Linked DNA regions of Gossypium hirsutum: region 1 is linked to region 2. A link is a contact called in public Hi-C data. All regions are on one chromosome and are shown on one strand. Each heading gives the region's core, a stretch centred on a gene start, on an enhancer-like site or on the middle of the called end of the contact. The rest is flanking DNA. Distances are from core to core; before and after follow the strand shown. Region 1 holds the start of LOC107945971 (probable serine/threonine-protein kinase WNK9). Region 2 overlaps LOC107945972 (a long non-coding RNA gene).

Region 1 (4,807 bases), core at 1,825-4,324, 42 kb before region 2:
TCTAAGTTCTCTTAATTCCATCTGGTACTTTGCTTTAAGCCATCTCAGTTCCTGTTGGACTTCATTCTCGTAATTGTCGGAGAGATCACAGTATAATGAATGAACTTCAGAGAAAGACCGAGAGCTTGTCAAACATTGGATTGAATTTCTGTTAGGAGATTGGATTTTCTTTTCTTCTCTAACTTCTTTATCACCATTTGCCAAGAATGATTGATCTGATTTATCAAACTCTTCGTCTGAATTTCTCTGTCTAAGTTCATGATTTTCGTGCTGATCCCATATTTCCTGGTAATGCAAATTGTCCGACTGGCTTGACTCGTTCGGTGCACCATCTGTCACACAATGCTCGGATTCCTCAACTTGAAAAGTAATCTCTTCAAACCGGCCATGCATTGAAGCACATCCAGTTCTACAACACTGAAGAACTCGCGAGTCTTTGACACCTCCATTATGTGTCAAAAAATCTAAGAGGGAGCCGGTAGATGTACGGTTCGAAGCACAATTGTGACAAAAGTTCTGATTCGAAAAGCGCGGTGATTCATCAATTCCCGGCCCTCGTCTCCAACCAGGTACTAAGGAAGCAATTTCTCCATCGATCATATCGGCTATTTTAGTCACATCTTGGTCAGTGATATCCAATTCTGAAACCATTTCAGTAGCAACACTCAATGCTGTATCAGTTTCAACATCGAATGGGAAATATATGTTTCTAATACGACCTGCAAGTTGACAAAAAAAGGAGAAAGTTCAAGTCAGATCTCCACAAAGAAAAAGTTGACAAGAACGGATGAAATATGTTCCTAACCTTCTTTATCGACAATCCGAAGTCTCAAAAAGATACCACCATCATTTCCCATCTTCCCCTTGATGCTTATGTCTACATTTGCAGCATGTTCATCCTCTTGATATTTAAAAAGCTCGATTCCACTTGGTTCAATTTCAGCAGGATGATACCCCCATTCATTTGGTGTTTCGTAACCATAACCATTCTTGTATCCGTTACTATAAGAACTACTATTGTGATGAAACTCGAGATCCGGTAGCCTAATGAGAGGACCAACTTCATCAAGTTCCCTCCCATATTCTAGTTGTCTCAAATCATATTCACAATCATCAATCTGTAGAAAAGGGTCATTTAACAACTCTCTCGCAGATAGCCTCAAAGACACAGTTGCCAAACATTTCTCAACAAATTGTCGGACTTCCGGATCCTTAACTTTATACAAAGCATCTGGTTTTCTACCCTAAAAATAAGAACGCGTGTTAATGAAAATTCGGTCATTCCAGCAGATGAAACAAAGCGAGAAAGCAAGTCAAGCAAAGTGAAAAGCCCTTACGGAGATAACTTTCTTGTAGATTTGAGCCGGATGGGTGCATTCGCTATAAGGATACTCGAAAGTAACCATTTCTAAAATGCACATTCCGAACGAATAAATGTCAACTAATTCATTGTAGGCTTCTTCGTAAACCTCTGGAGCCATAAACTCTGGTGTTCCTGAGGAAAAAGCAAGCCCCAAAAATGGTGACTTTCCATTTTATTGAATCAACCCCCTCCCCCCCAACTCGAAAAGTTCAATATTTCTCAAACAAGATAAGACAGTCTATTGTTTCGTACTGAAATCATTTCTATGAGTCAACCAAAGTTTAAGTTCAGTTCAAGTTAACCCGAAAATTGGTTAAGATAAAACATACCAACACAATGAGCAGCATGAGATTTGCGGAGAATCGCAGCAAGGCCGAGATCGCCGATCTTAACTTCTCCTTGGTTGCCATTGACAAAAATATTGTCACATTTAAGATCTCTATGAATCACAGGGGGATCATGGCTATGGAGATAAAGAAGGCCTCTCAAGATCTGCCTACACCAATGCTTCACTGCTCTAATGTTCACTCTCTTATGCTTTAGCCTATACCTGCAAGGGGATCCCCCATCATAAACAAAATATCAAACATCTAATAAACAACACCAAAAGAAGCCATATTTTTAACATTAAAAAACACAGATTTTGGACATGTTTTTTTCTTACTGTCTTAAAGTTCCAGAAGTGAACATTTCAGTGACAAAATTAATGTTCCTATTGGCGGTGTCAACCCAAGAAGTATAGAACTTCATAATATTCTTGTGCTTCAATGTCTTAAGGAGATGAATCTCACAATACAGTCTTTCAAGATCTTCAGGGCTTTGAAGAAAATCATAAAGTTTGACTTGGTTCCAAGCAACTTCAATCCCTTCATACTCATCAAATGCTCTATAACTGCAATAAACATCAACCATATATGTTATGCCCCCCCCCAAAAAACACTTCATTGGAAATATCAAATGGAGCTCAAATTCTGTAAAAAAGAAAAAGAAAAGAGGATGCACAGAAGCAAATATAATGAAGAAATATAGACTGGGTATTGAAAAAAAATGGGAAAATATTTGAGTTTTGAACCATACACTGTCTTTGAAGCTCCTTTTCCAAGGATTTCATTGTACTGCAAACAAAAGAAAGAAAGGAAAAAGGACAATACAAAGAAGGTATAAGAATCAAAAACTTCAACTCAAAACTAAAAAAAAAAAGGAAAAAGAAAGTTAATTTATGAATACTCTGCCATATCTTCCAGTTGGATCAACTTCAACAAACTCAGAACAATCTGGTTCTTCAAGATGTAAAAGACCATTCATACTCAAAAGATTAAAAATTGTAATAAAAAAGGAATAAATTTATTTTGTGTTTATGTTATCCTTTATTTTCTTCCTTTTCCTTGTTAAAACAAAGATTTCTCGTTGTAAACTGGGCAAGAAATGAGGGGAAATTTTGTGGTTTTTTCATACAAATATAAATAAATAAAAACAACTTTTCTGTAGCCTTTTTGGAGAGCGAGAGAGAGAGAGAGGAGGGGGGAAGGGAAAGAGAGAGAAAAAGAAAGATGAAAGAAATGAAGAATTACTCGCATGAAAAGGAGCAAAGAGAGAGTTTTTGAGTTAAAAGACGAGTTTTTGGGCAAAACCTGCCACTTTTTCTTGAGGGGATGCATAAAAAATGAAAAAAAACACCCCCATGAAAGAACATGACAAACAAGTGAAATAAATCTTAAGAAAAGAAAATGTTAAAAATTTCAAGGTAATTTAATTCATTAGAAAACAATGACCCCACCTTTGAAGTTTGATGCTCAAACCTGTTTCATGTTCCAGTTTTTATCACATACATATGTTACAATTTGGACATTAAATAATCCAAATAAACAACTGCTACTTTGTCAAAACTGTGTAAGATCTAACATTCTAACTCCCTGTGTCTCCCATACCAAGCTCCAACCTTTTACCTAACCACCAATAAAAACTCCATATTTCTTAAATATTTTTTTTCAAGAGGAAAAATTTTATCATTGAATTGAGAGTCTCAGTCACCACAATGCCATGCACCACATAATAAGATTCGTCAAAGACTTTTCATTTAACATTTATTCTCATGATAAATTTTAATATCGAATCTGACCATTCAACATGTTAATTGTCTTTATACAATTCATCTCTAAGATAATCTTTTTAACCCTTTTAGTCCGTGCTAGTTTAACTCCCTTAAAAGCCTTCTATAACTCAGCTGCCAGCACTAGACAAATCCCTAACTCACGGGAGAACCCCCTCAGCCAATGTCCCCCATTGTCCTTGGCCACTTGGCCACCCCCCCCCCAGCAACTAACGAGCCAACTCCCACAGTTGCAATAATATTCACCTTTATCAATTTCCCTTCCGGCACCTCCCATCTTATCCCCCTCTTCCTCTAATGTTATCCAACTCTGTTCTAATTCAGTTGAAGATTTAAAAAAGTTATCTAGCCAACTTTTTTTTCCCTTTTCTATATTTTTCTTTTAAAAATCATTAAGTACCCATTTTTCTATTGATCACATATTCTAATATTCACCAACCTTCAATTTAATTTATGTACAAAATCAAAGGGAAAAAAAACAAAATTAGCTTTTAAAACTGAGCCACACATGTATATATGGGTTAGGTACATTATTAAAATTATGATTTTATAATCGTAACGATGTTATTATTTTTGGTTAATAGAAAATAAGTTAGATCCAATGAAATCATATTAGAATCTTAAAACATTTGTTCATGCTGAACATTGGACAAACTTAATATTTACCGTCAAATAAGATATCCAATCATATATTTGAATCAATAATGGTGGATTTACTTTTTTGTGAATTTGATTTTTAATATTCGGACAAACAAAGAATTCATGAGTTTGTGATAAACACCAAATATAAGCAAACAAGGATAGGATAAATCTCCCCAACACACCATTTTTGTGTTGAGAATTTTAGAGAAAAAAAAGAAATTATTAAAAAAATAAAGGGCTTGAACTTGCTATATATCTGACTTTGCCATTTGCAACTTTGAGGGATAGCTTTAATAGGAGGGTGGCTTCCTCTAATTTGCTAAATGCTAACTACTCTTCGATTTAGCATTATAAAGGCTCATTTACCACTTATTTATATTTTTTTATTTAAATTTATATTATTTGTCAAATCACCTTAAAATAAATAAAATGTTAACGTTTATTATCTTTACTGACATAGCATACACATGGGCTACCGTGTAGATGTCACGTTAACAAAGTCAACAAACATTCATTTTTCTTATCATTTTTGAATGATTTGATAAATAATACAAACTCAATAATTAAAAGAAACGAAAAATTAAATAAAATACTAAAGTGAGTTCTCTTGTAATACGTAACTTTTTTATAATTAAATTAATAATGTATGCCAATTTTTCCTTATATTTAATTTTTTATTGTGATAAACCAAT
Region 2 (5,266 bases), core at 800-3,299:
TCGGTATGGCGACTGTTGCTTTGGGATTTCGAAGTGCCGTGTTCATTTCCAACACACCAAATGCATCAGTTTCAAGCCAAATTGATAACTGCCATACTGATTTAGGGTTTTCATGCATCTCTCATATTATTTTGATAAAAAAACCCATCTTATTCCAGTAATTAATCTTTTTCTTTGTATTGTTAAAAAAAACTCTTTTTTGGCAAGTAATAGGTTTAATTAAATAATTTTAGCAATCATGGCAAAAGTAAATTTCTGTTCCTTTTATAATGTTAAATTTGAAAATTGAAGGGGAAAAAATTCTTATGAAGAATCAATTAATCAAACTTCCGTACAAAAATGAGGTGAGTATAATAATTATAATTCCAAAGAAGAATATAGAAGCATACATTTCTTCCCGCTCAAAAGCAAAATGTCCCTTACAAAGTTTCCCATTGAGAAAGTGTCCTTTGCTTTATTTATCTCTTTTTGACAAACAAAAAGAAATTTTAGACTTTTTTTTTTATTCAACCCAAGCTAAAAATAGGCTTTCCTAACCCTAATATTCTCACGTTTACAATTTAGGATTTAAATTATTTTATATTAAATAATATCATAACAATGTACGGGTATAAAATTAAAATAGTTTTACATCTTTTCGTATATTGTTGTACTATTAATATTTTAACAACCCAACCTTCATATTTTATATTCCATTTATATAGATCATTCATGTCAAATTTAAAATTTTTAACTATTTATTTTATAAAAAATTTTAAATTGTTAAATAAATATTAATATATACAATATTTTAGATCGACATGATAGATATATTGGATCGGTTCAATTTTTTACATGCATGATAAGTATAATTGTATCAGTAAATTTAACAGTTGGATCATTAAAATATTAATCATATAAAAATATATCGGTGTGAATGGATCCTTCCTCATACATAAATAGTTAATATATACTACTACTTGAGTTTTACTTCAATTGATAATGTTGTTATTACAACAATTAGAGCATAAATTCAAGTGTACTTAAACGCATCTTTCCCTTCAATGAATTATTATGTGCTTGCTTGCCCATGGTCAAAGAAGCTATGTTACTTGGGTTTTTTTTTTTTGCAAAAGAGTTAATTCATATTTGACTCTTTTTATTTTTAAAATGTATAATGCAGTGTTTATATTATTATTTTACAAAAATAAATCCCAAAATTATATGTCAACACTTATTCAATTTGTAATGTATAAACTTTGATTTGAACAATTGTGTAAAAGTATTTTTAATTTTTATTCAATTATTCATATAAAATTTTGATTTTAATCTTATTACGCACGTAAATAAAACAAATAGCTCTACTAATTTTTCATTTTAGGTAACTATAATTATTTTTATATGCAAAAAGTAAATGTAAAATAACATCACATTAATAATAGTGATGGTGATTTATAATAATTAAATCAAAATTAAAATATAATATAGTTGATAATTACATGAAATTAGAATTAAATGTCACATTACACATTAAAATAAAATTTCCAATATATGACTCTTATTTTATATGTAAATTTAGTATTTGGAAAGCGGAAATTTTATATATTGATGTATTTAATGAAAATTTGGTTTTAAAAAATCTCTTAATTAATCAATTAAATTTTAGTTTGATTGGCATGAGTATTATTGTCAATGCATGAGCATATGGGTTTGAGTGCGTTGAAATGCATTATCTTTCTATTTATGGGTTGAGGAGGGGCTATAGATAATTTTAGATATTGTATCAGAAAAATAGATATAATCAGAACCTATAATAAAATTGTTAAAAAAAATTGTAAGTACAAATTTTATAATATCTTACCAAAATGTTGCAAAAACCCAAAAAAAGAAGAAGAAAGAAGCAGGTCATGTGTGCAGTGTGGGGGGATAGGGCACATGTCATGACAATGGAGGTCTGAAATTCACATGCAAATTAAATGCTAAAAAATGTATGGTCTTATTCACTGCTTTGCCTAAAACATTAGCTTTGCTTAAAGTGATTTGTTTGGTAGTGACACTTAATTAAACCAACTTGATTAGGCCAACCCCTTTGAACCTTGGAATCTTGATAGCCACCACAACCCCAACCCCAACCCCAACCCCAACACTTATCTATTTGCTTTTTGTTTTTTACTTGTCCTTTTTTCTGATTAAAAAATTATATATTAAATTTAGAGTGGATCCAGATTAAATGAAACTGTTTTTTCCTTTCATAAAACTTTTATTTAAAAAACATCTAATTTCTTACTATTCGAGTAATTCGATCTTAGGGTTTTGACATTTATTTTTATTAATTTATTACATAATTATTATTTCCCTTTCATCAAAAGTTTGGGTGGGTGTGCTTTCATTTCATTTCTTCTCCTTTCTAGGATAGCTCTAGTTCATTTTTTCAATTTGTAGTTTTTTACTGTTTTTCTTTCCTTCTTTTCAACCATTGTAGAAAAGTTTTTTTTTTTATAATATATTTTATTTTGGCTATTGAAAGGCTACAAGTAAATTTTCTTAATATAAAGGTTGAATATCCAACCTTTTCAATTTTTTTTCTATAATTATTTCTTAAACCTCTTGTTATATAAAATTAATTAGAAATTCTATCACACGCATAACGTAGGAAAATTACAAATTTAAAACATAAACATGTGTTTAAAAATAACAAACAATAAATAATGAAACTTATTGTTTGAAGATTAGATTAAATTGTTTATCATGGTGTTGTCATCTATCTTGAGTTAGTATCGAGTTAACTTGCTAACTTAGTCCAATCCATTATTAATACTAAAAATTTTATCACACGCATATGCGTATGGAAATCACATATTTAAAACACAGAGGCTTATTTAAAAGTAAGATACAATAAACAATAAAACGTATGATTTAAAACTAATTATACAACTAATGTAAATAATAAATTGTGTATATTAAAACAAAATTATATAAAAAATTAAAATAAAGCTTTGGTTGAGTGGTCAAATTAAGATTTTAGTAATCAAATTAGTGTGGGTTCAAATTCCACCATATGTTTATTTTAATTGCTTTTTGGTTAAGACTAAATACACTCGAATAATATAACTTCTTTTAATTACAAAAGATATTCTCATAATTTTCTGTCCGAGTTGGTGATTATGTTGAGGGTGGCACTAGCTCAATCAGGGCCTAATAAATAGTGTATATATAACTGATAGAGGTAATAAGGTGTACTTAATAAAATAAAATGTACAAAAATATGAAAATAAATCTTTAGTTGAGTGGTAAATTAAAGGATTTATTGAAGTAATTGATGATGTGGGTTCATAGTCCATCATATGCATATTTTTATTAATTTTTTAAAGTGAAAAGACTAAAATACTCTTGAATAATATTACTTATTTTTATTACTGAAGGACATTCTCATAATTTTTTAATGGAGTTGGTGCCTGGTTGACTCGTGACACCAACTCAATCAGAAGTTTAAATAATAGAATAGATACAATTGATTAAGGTAATAAGTGTGCATAATAAAATTAAAATGTATAAAAATATCAAAATAAAACTTTAGTTGAAACTTGAGTGGTAAATGAAGGTTTTACTAAAGCAATTGATGATGTGAGTTTGAATCTCACCATATGTATATTTTTATTGATTTTTTATAAATGAAAAGACTAAAATACTCCCAATACTATTACTTATTTTTATTATGGAAAGGCATTTTTGTAATTTTCTAATCAAATTAATACCCAATTAACTTGTAACATCAACTCTATTAAGAGTTTAAATAATAATATAGATAAATATGATACAAAAACATTCACTACTTAAATATCTTAATCCTTTTACATGCAATATTAGTTTACAAAAAATTTAATTTATGTTAATCAATACATGCACGTATTGGGTGCAGTGAGTGATAAGGTAGAAAAGAATTCGAGTTTAAATTCTAGAAATTATATTATAAAAAGGGAGAACCATAATTCTAAAAAAGTTAGTCTTTCATAGATAATAAAACCGACATGAACATATCTTAATCATACTAAAAATAATTAACCTCTATTTGTCAACTAACCAGCAAATGATATTATATATCGAGTTCAAATTTATACAATTCTTTCTATCGAACCCTTGATTAATATATACACAATTTTTTATAAAAATAATAAGCAATATAGGAAGATGTGAGTTCGAGTGTGCTAAAGCGTATTATCCTCTTATTTATGAGTTGGGGAGGAGCTGTGAGTAATTTTAAATATTGTATAAAAAAACAGATACGATCAAAACTTATAATAAAATTGTTAAAGAAAAAAACAATAATAATACTTGCGTACAAATAGGAGAGATTTGTTTCTTGTGTTAATGTTAATTTAATTAATAAAAATCCGTGGATTGCCGTACGGAATTTGGTCAAAGGTAAAGCCAAAGCACCCCCTAATTTTACTTCTTTTTATTATTATTTAAACATAATTATCAAAAAGGAATATTCCGGATATATAAATTAAAATGACAAATTTTAGTAATACCCTTCATCTTCTTTACTAATCCAATCTCATGACTTGAATATTATAATAAACAACCTTCACCCAAAATTAATCAATGGGATTAATTTATTAAAAATTAGATGGAAGACCAAGACTTTGTTTTAATTGAAACAAAATTAAACATTTAGTAATAAAGCAACATTTTCATCACCGGATATTAAATACATAATTATGAGTTGAGTTATTTGTGCAGGTTTAATGGCTTATTTAAAAAGTGAGAAGATCTGGGCAAAAAAAAAATATAAGCTTGAAAAGTTGATTTGGATAGAAAAAATAAGAACCGTTCTCTAAACGAGCTAGACATCGGGTAAGATTTTTTGGCCCGACTCGAATTTGCTTAATTTTTTCCCTTGTTGCTCTTTTGTTTTCATTTTTATTGTTGATATTTGGATATTATACAACTCTTGTTTTATTATTATTTTGGTCATTATTTTAAAGACATTTACTTGTTAATTTGTAACTATTTTTTAATCTATCGGAAAATTTTTTATTTTAATATTTTTAATATATTTGATGTATTATATTTTTATATTTGTTTTATATAAAAAAAATATGAACGAACCAGCTCGAATTTAATATTTTCATTTAAGTGGAATATAGGTAAAATTTTAAACTCATTTTGTAGGTCGAGTTTACATGGATCAGTTAATAATTCATACAACCTTAAAAGCATAAAAGAAAGCCTAAACAAAACAACATAATCACGTATGAGAATATGACAAATTTCAAGCTTTATT

What was found. Hi-C and Micro-C count contacts between places; a contact is called where the count stands out from the background.
Region 1: a contact with region 2 is called in a Hi-C map of leaf, with 4 times the contacts expected there. The contact joins the promoter of LOC107945971 here to the enhancer-like site in region 2. A contact is called at or near these places in 15 of 34 Hi-C or Micro-C datasets (callus, cotyledon, fibers and 3 more).

What each region holds. Positions count from the first base shown.
Region 1 is chrD11:59,139,829-59,144,635 of Gossypium_hirsutum_v2.1, reverse strand. It overlaps LOC107945971 (probable serine/threonine-protein kinase WNK9), which reads right to left and starts at 3,074. Exons shown (of 7, transcript XM_041104597.1): 1 at 2,591-3,074; 2 at 2,441-2,478; 3 at 2,028-2,255; 4 at 1,693-1,913; 5 at 1,338-1,495; 6 at 806-1,244; 7 at 1-719. The coding sequence starts at 2,668.
Region 2 is chrD11:59,096,219-59,101,484 of Gossypium_hirsutum_v2.1, reverse strand. It overlaps LOC107945972 (a long non-coding RNA gene), which reads right to left. Exons shown (of 2, transcript XR_005920677.1): 2 at 5,114-5,266. Among protein-coding and RNA genes, the nearest start is that of LOC107945972, 4.2 kb to the right of the region's middle. Within about 2 kb of position 2,049, at least 4 of the 9 cell types and tissues checked have an H3K27ac peak or open chromatin away from gene starts, as enhancers often do. A contact at or near this core is called in hypocotyl and leaf, where this site is marked.